Linked DNA regions of Mus musculus: region 2 is linked to region 1. A link is a contact called in public Hi-C data. All regions are on one chromosome and are shown on one strand. The core of a region is the stretch at or near the end of the contact, and the rest is flanking DNA. Distances in the headings are between cores, read along the strand shown.

Region 1 (3,894 bases), core at 235-2,734:
AAAGCCGCTCAGGGCTCTGGAGTCAGAACTCAAGTCATGGCTCTGCCTTTCTGAGCTGGGTAGTCCCAGGTGAGCTATTCAACTGTCCTTCTCCAGCTCCAAATTCATAATGTGTTTTCAAGGACTGCAAGAGCTAGGTACTTAGATAGCACTTGACATTCAGCAAGTACTCAGTAAATATCACTACTGCTGCCATGGCCACGTAGCAGAGCTGTGTAGTGAGGTCTTGGGGTAACCATTTCCTGCTGGTCTGGACTCTTATGATCAGTGCTCTTCCCAAAAGGGGCTTGTAGGCACTGTGTCTCTGAGTCTGAGGTGTCATGGTTGTTCTAATTCATCCCCAACCTCAGCCAACTGTCACCAGAAAGGCACAGCCTGAGGTCTGTTGATGCTTCACCTTGCCACCTTTAAAGCCCAAGGTAGCAGGAGGCCTGGTTTTTTAGTGAAGGCCAGGCAGACTGTTGGCCCTTGTGGGCAGCCTGTGCTGAGAACCAGGTAGTCCAGGGGTTGTGCTACTCTCTTGGCTACTCATGCATAGCTGTGTCTCTGCTTGGGAATTTCCCACCCAAGTCTCTGAGAGCCGTCACTTGTCTTTTTGCTTCCCCTGTAGTCAGAGCACAGTGACCCCCCCCCCCAAGGGTAGTTATCCACAGTCCATGTTGTGAAGTGTGCCAGTTGAGACAGTGCCCTTGGGCAGTCTTGTAACTTACCTTTAGGGTTGAGTTCTGGTTATAGAGCCTCCAGATCTGTTTCTCTTCTCTTCTCTTCTCTTCTCTTCTCTTCTCTTCTCTTCTCTTCTCTTCTCTCTTTCTTTCTTTCTTCATATATTTTATGGTTATAAATGTTCTGTCTTCATGCACATCAGAAAGGGGAAATCAGATCCCATTACAGATGGCTGGGAGCCACCATATGGTTTCTGGGAATTGAACTCAGGACCTCTGGAAGAGCAGCTGATGCTCTTAACCACTGAGCTACCTTTTCAGCACAGGTCTGGGTTTCTTATTTATGCAGAGGTTGACTGTGAGATTAACTGAAAGTCCTTTATAAAATTCTCTTCTTAAATGGAGTGAATTAGTTTCCTCTGTTGTGTGTGTGTTTGTGTGGGTGTGGGTGCTCGCACACATAAAATGAGGATGTTCGTGTGAGAGGGGAGTCAGTGCTAGAGGCAGGTGGATTTGAGGTTGAATTGTGATACCATGTTGGAGGCACTCAAAGAAACCAGAAATTTCCACATCACCATGGTCTTCCTGTTACCTGCTGTCTCTCCTCCTCTTTGTCTTGGTATAAGCTTCAGGCTTGTGACACCCATCTGGTTGGACCTGGACAGCACCAACCATAGCAGGAGGGTAGTCAGATGGACAGACACTGAGGAGTCACCAGATGGCTTCTGTGAGCTCAGCCCTTTGTGCCCAGGTCTATATCAAACCCCGTGTAGGAAGCTCAGACCTTGAAGGAGGGGACCTCTGCCAATGTCTTGTGGTTAGCCACAATGCTCTGCCCCACAGTAAGACTGTGAGCAGCCTGACTGAAGGCCAGCTGCTCTGAGCACTTCCCACCGTTCTACACCACACTGGAATTAGACAGTAAAGGACACCTGCAGCCCAAAGAAGAGATGATAGCCTCACTAGTCTCTGGACTAGAGAGTCTAGGCATTTGTGTTAGTGTACACACACACACACACACACACACACACACATAACACACACACACATGCTCATGCTTACATGTATATATATATATGTGTGTGTGTGTGTGTGTGTGTGTGTGTGTGTGTGTGTGTGTTTGTGTATATGGAATACTTACATCATGGTATCCAACCTCTTAAAGAAATTTTATTTATGTGTGAGCATGCATGTGTGTGTGTATGTGTGTATGAGGGGGGTATATGCATGATGAGAGCACATGTACATGTAGAGGTTAGAAAGCAAGTTAATGGCATTGGTTCTCACCTTCTACCTTTTCCAATAGGTTCCAGGGACCAAACCCAGGCCATCATGCTTGCAGTGTGAGATGGCAAGTGCCTTCACCTGTTTTAACAATCACCTGGTCCAGGGTCTAGCCCTTGAGCATCACTATAGTAATATCATCTACAAAGGTCATGCTTGAGAACTGCATGACTGAGGTAAAAAAAAATCTCATAATGATTTGAGCTTAGGATTTTGTGTTGGGCTTCATTCAAACCTGTCCTGAACCACACTCTCCATTCTCCATCTGAGGCTCCCAGCTCTGGCTTTGCTATAACCTTTCCAGCCCAGAGTGTAGAGGGATAAGGAACCTGACTGTTCTAGGCAGGAGGGCAGCTGGGCTTTGTCCTAGACTGGTTAATATTCATTGTCAAGTTCTTAAGTTCCTTTGTTGGGTATTTGGCCCCAGTGAACAGAGTTATTTAGTAGTCCTTGAGAGTCACTGATACCGAGGGTGGTCTTTATTCCTCTAGTCTGTTCTCCTGTGTCTGCAGATGTCCAGACAGCCTCTCTTCATCTCTGTGGCACCAAGACCACATAGCTGTCTAACAACGTGTGCGTGTGTGTCGCATGTATGTCATGTGTGTGTGTGTGTTTGTGCGCGTGCATGTGAGAGAGAGAGAGAAAGAGAGAGAGACAGAGACAGAGACAGAGACAGAGACAGAGACAGAGACAGAGACAAAGACAGAGAGAGCACCTGAATACAGCCATGTGTGCTTAAGGATAAATGAGTGTACATATGAGCTTCCAAAGGTGGTTGTGGAACCCTGTGTATGCTTTCATGTTGGAATGTGACTTTATTTGAGCCTCGATATAGCAGCACCATTGGCTCCTATGTTCTTTCTGAAAGTTTGTCTTACTGTGAAGGTAGATGAGGTCCTGGGTTGGCTTTGGGCCTGGGGACTGCAGGCCTGTGAGGACAGTGACAGATGAAGCCCCCCCACCCTGTGCCCATGCTGACAAGCCTACACCCAAGCCAACAGGGCTCTGCCCATTCCTTCCAACTCTTCCTCAGGTTTTCTGTATCTGATGCCACTTTCCCAGTTACTCATACTGAGAGAAGAGCAGCTATCACGGTGGCCTTGTCCTTTCATCTGAGCCTGCAGGTCTATTTTAGTAGACTAGGTAGCTATTGAAAATTTAACTTTAATAGTTGTCTCAGTTTTATTTCTGCTGCTAAGTACCGTGATAAAATACTGTGACAGCAGGCAAGTTAAGGGAGAAGGGTTTTATTTTTGCTTACAATTCCAGGTTGCGGTCCATCATTGCAGGAAAAACTCAGCTTGAGAAAACTCGTCACATCAATCATCAGTCAGGAGCATAGAGAAATGAATTCATGTATGCCTGCTGCTTGCTTGTGCTCAGCTCAGCTTTTCTCTCTTTTACAGTTCAAGAATTCTGCCAAGGGAATGGTGCCACCCTTAGTGGGCTGGTTCTTCCCTTATCAGTTAATTTAATTAAGACAATGATGTTCAGACACCCTCACAGACCAACTTGATCTATATAATCTCTCTTTGAGACTCTCTTAGGTGATTCTAGGTTGCGTTAAGTTGACAGTTAGGGTCAACCAGCCCAATAACATTAAAGACTCCAGTTTCCTAATTCGGATGGACATACTGTGTGTGTGGTTGCTAGTTCCTGTGTTAAACTTTGTGGGCTGGGAACAGCTCCATCACAGCAGGTACCTCTATGGGACAGACTTGCCTCTCACACCTCCCTGACCTTTGGTTGGTGCTCTAAAACCTACAGGATACTAGACTCCCTGAATCTGCTGTGGAAGCCTTCTCCAGGCTCATCCTGGAATTCCCTCCGCCTCCTCCCAGGACGTCCCCAGCCTGCCCTGCTTCATACTGCTGTACTACGGGCCTCTTTGTCTCCTCCAGGAAGGAGCCAGGCCTACTGATTCATTTCTTTCTTATGCACATCTCTT
Region 2 (4,121 bases), core at 932-3,431, 750 kb before region 1:
CCCCAAGTAAGCAGGATGAGGCATGATCTTTTGTTGATAAAAGGAAAATCTCGGAGGAACAGCAAATAGCTTATGCTAGACAATAGGAAAAGATCACACTTGTAGCCAGAAATGCTCTGTGACCCTTCTTCAGTTACTGGATAAAGAGACTTGCGGAGTCCCCATTCTCGATAGACATTGTGGGAAAAGGAACCTTGCTCTCTGGTAGTGGTTTGTGGAAGGAAGGGGTTGCGTATGGCTAGAGGCCATGCAAATATGACTTAGAAGAGCCTGTCCAATACTCAGAGCTAGCATGAAAGGAGATGAGACCCTTATTCTTAGAGGTATGTAAGCTGAGACTGGAGAGTCTGGGAAAGATGCTGTTGGGGAGAGTCTATCCCCAAGGACTGTCTTCTTACCCTGCTTGTCTGTCCCCAATTCACTGCTTCAAGTCAAAAAGGCACACCCTCACCACAGCCTCTCTAGTATATGTTATTGTAATTTAAGTGAAGCTTGACGGGATGGGCCATCTCCCAGTGGGGCGGAAGGCAGACAACAATCACGCGGGGACTGAGTGGGTGCATGCTTTGTTCTAGGTTCTTTGTGTGGAGGTTCATGACTGCACTCTATGTGACAGACATCCAGAATGACAGCTACTCGTGGCCGATGCTTGTGTACATGTGTACCAGCTGCGTGTACCCCCTCGCCTCCAGCTGTGCACACACATTCAGCTCTATGTCCAAGAACGCCCGGCATATCTGCTATTTTCTGGACTATGGTGCCGTCAATCTCTTCAGCCTGGGTACGTGAGGCTCCGCCCTTCTGTGCCCCCCCCCCAGACTACCACCAGTCTCCCTTGAGATTTGATGGGTTTTGGGGGAGAGTCATGAGGATGTAGGAACTCTGCCGTGGGTTCTGTAAAATGCTTGTTCATCCTGTGCTCTCTGTGGTGTGCCCTGATCTGTAGCCTTTGCCAATCCCTGTGGTGTAATTGCTCCTTCTTTGGCTCCTTGCCTGTTCCCTGGGAGAAGCCTAGAGGCACCCTCACTACATAGGAACTCCATCACACAGGTCTATGTGCTAAGGACTTAGGACTTCAGTTACGGTGATCTTACGTTAACTTCACTGATGGCCAGGATTAACCACAGGGTTAGAAGGACTTTGAAATGTTCCTAGTTTGGCTCTCAAAGGCCACCGTGGGCTGACCCCAGCATACCAGGGCTGGCATCTGCTATACTTGGTAGAGAAAACATCCCGTCACAAACATTGGCCCAGAGGCTTCGAGGCCCCACAGACTCGCCCACCCGGCCCCGAGGTGCTGCAGGAGAGGAAGAACTGCTGGTGCTCTGACTGCTGGCTGGTGCCGCTCCCATCCTCATTGGCCCTTTTTTTTCCTAAGAAGCCCCTCCTCCTGCTTTTCTCCTCCACAGGGTCATTCATCTGTCCCCTGGGATGCTGGTGCTGGCATCTTCCTCCCTCCTGGCCCCACTCTAGCTGTGAGAGCCAGCCATTGTATCTTTTCCTGCAAGAGTTTGTCCAGGAGGAGGCTACCCTCATCCTTTCCCCTCTTCTTTTTCACAAGTATCTACATGCATCTCTCTCTCTCTCTCTCTCTCTCTCTCTCTCTCTCTCTCACACACACACACACACACACACACACACACAAACACACACACACACATACTGCTCAATGCTCCACTGTCCAGTTCTCTCCAATCATTAAAACAAAAATGGTTGCCACGGCCCCATCCCCATCGTGTCCTCCCTCCTCCCACCCCTGTTCTCGTCCGTTTCCAGTTCTTTCCTCACCTCTACCCCATAGCTGGGCTCACTCTGAGTTGTCAGTAACTCAGAATTAACGTGGGGCTTTTTCTCTAACATGCCCAGCAGCAACCTCCCATCTCTGGACACGGGGCCCCTAAACCTTATCTTCAAACACTGGATATGAAGCTGATCCTGAGGCCGGGGCCGACTGAGTCTTCTCCTCACCCCTGTCCCCACTTGGCCTAGCCCTGCCCTTCTTCTCAGGTCCCTGGTTAGGGGTGCCACTTTCTGCTTGCTCAAGTCAGAACTCTAACAATAAGCTTCGGTTCCTCCTCCCCACCTCTACTTCCCATCCTGTCTAATCAGTGATCAGACTCAGGCTGTCCCATGAACCTTCACTGCCGGCTGAGCTCAGACCTGGAGCTTCTCAGAGGCTCTGCCCTGCAGATCCACCATGTTGCCTGCGAGGTTCCTGACTCATTTCCTGCCAGGCCACTGTGTACCACTGGAAGGCTTTCAGGCTTCATATTACCTGAGATGTGGTCTAATCCCTCAACCCAGTGGCTTCCTGAAGGATCTCTCTCTGTCTCTGTGTGTTTCTGTCTCTGTGTCTCTGTCTGTCTCTGTCTCTCTGTCTCTCTCTCTTTCTCTCCTTTCCTTTCCGTTCCTTCTCCCTCCCCTTCTCTCCCTCTACTTTCCTTTCGTTTTGAGACAGGGCCTCGAACTGGCTAATGTAGCCAAGAACGATCTTGTCTTCTGACCGTCCTGTCTCCATCTTCTGAGTGCTGGGAAAACAGGCATGTGCCTCTAGGTTGCTTTATGCAGTGCTGGGCACGGGACTCAGGGCTGTGTGCGTGCCAGGCTCGCTCTCTACCAGCTGAGCTGCTTCCTGGGTTCTAGTAAAAGTGAGCATTTGGAGTCTGTCTGTGTGCCACACGTGTGGGTGCCTGTGGAGGCCAGTCCTCTGGACCTGGAGTTGCAGGTGGTTGTTGGCTGACTGATGTGGATGGCGGGAATGGAACTCTAGCTCTTTGGTCCCTCGGATACATATTTAATGTGGCACTCAAGAGATCCAGATTCTGCCTGGTGCCACCTGAATCCAAATCAGTCTTAGAAGAACTTAGCTTCCTCAAGGCTCATTCTCTATAGCAGAATGTAGGAGGGTTATGAACAAACTTAATGCTTTTGAGTCTGAATCCGTCTCGCAGGGTAGCAATTGCTGTGATTGGCAGTGATCACCTTTACCTGACCTATCTCAAATACCCATCTCCCACAGGACCCCTAGAGGCTCAGGTCAGCTTTCTTCCTGCTGTATTTTCAGGTGGGCCTGAGGCCCCTTTACTCTTGCATTGGACGTAGCACTTGGTGCACATCTTAGCTCTGGATCAGCATCAGTGGTCCAGACAGCTCCCTGAGCACTGGGTCTGCAGCCGGGTTCCCTGGTCCCCTGGGGCAGAGCTCCTTGGGTGAGCTCTCATGGGAACTCTGCACCTTGCTGGGAAGGTGCTACTCAACCCTCTCTGCCCACACCTGTGTTTGTTTACATGTGTGTGGAGGTGAGGGGGCCTTGGGTGGCCTTTAGATGGCTTGCATTTTTGTTTGAGACAGATCAGTCACTGGAAAGTCTTAGACAAGGATGCCTGGCTAGGGAGCCTAGGGGTTTCCCTAACCACCTGTGCCTGCCTCTCTGGCACTAGGGTACAAGTGAATACCACCAAGCTGTGGTCCTTTGTCCCTGTGTTCGGCTTCACTAGAAGATCCTCCTGTGGAATGGGAGAAAAGCCCAAAGTTGAATCTGGCCTGTCTCTACCTGTAGCTGTGAATCCAAGGTTCTTGGTGGACTAAGACAGTGGTCCCAACCCCATCCGAGGCAGGATGGATGCCTCTTTCATAGGGGTCACCTCAGACAATTGGAAAAACAGATGTTTACATTATGAATCAAGACAGTAGCAAAATTACAGTTATGAAATGACAATGGAAATAATTTTATGGTTGGGGAAGCCAGCATGGTGTGAGGAATTAAAGGGTCACAGCATTAGCAGGGTTGAGAACCACAGTATTAGAGTAACAGATGGAATGGGGCCAGATCCAGCCTCTTCCATAGGTAAGGGTGCAGGGCCCAGCCACACCAAGATGGGCAGTAATAGTTCTGTCCAACCAATAGCGTTTGCCTTTAGTGTCTCTAGAAGGTCTAGATACAGCTGCCTCTTTCACACTCCAAACCAAACATGGTCATGGGTCACTCGCAGCTCGTCTTTGTCCCTGGGGCCTCCCTTCCTGTGATGCTGAGCTTCTCAGGGGAGCACCCTGTCCACAGGCAGATGAATTTGGAATCATCATTAGTGGCAGCTTGTGGTCAGAAGCAGGGATTCATCTCC

Evidence for each region. Hi-C and Micro-C count contacts between places; a contact is called where the count stands out from the background.
Region 2: a contact with region 1 is called in a Hi-C map of CD4 T cells, with 4 times the contacts expected there. The contact joins two enhancer-like sites.

Annotation. Positions count from the first base shown.
Region 1 is chr9:61,222,756-61,226,649 of GRCm38.p6, reverse strand. No RefSeq gene overlaps it. Among named protein-coding and RNA genes, the nearest start is that of Gm34105, 18 kb to the right of the region's middle. Within about 2 kb of position 1,484, at least 45 of the 459 cell types and tissues checked have an H3K27ac peak or open chromatin away from gene starts, as enhancers often do.
Region 2 is chr9:61,969,286-61,973,406 of GRCm38.p6, reverse strand. Paqr5 (progestin and adipoQ receptor family member V) reads left to right here. Exons shown (of 8, transcript NM_028748.2): 4 at 576-781. Among named protein-coding and RNA genes, the nearest start is that of Gm35152, 5.3 kb to the left of the region's middle. Within about 2 kb of position 2,181, at least 33 of the 459 cell types and tissues checked have an H3K27ac peak or open chromatin away from gene starts, as enhancers often do.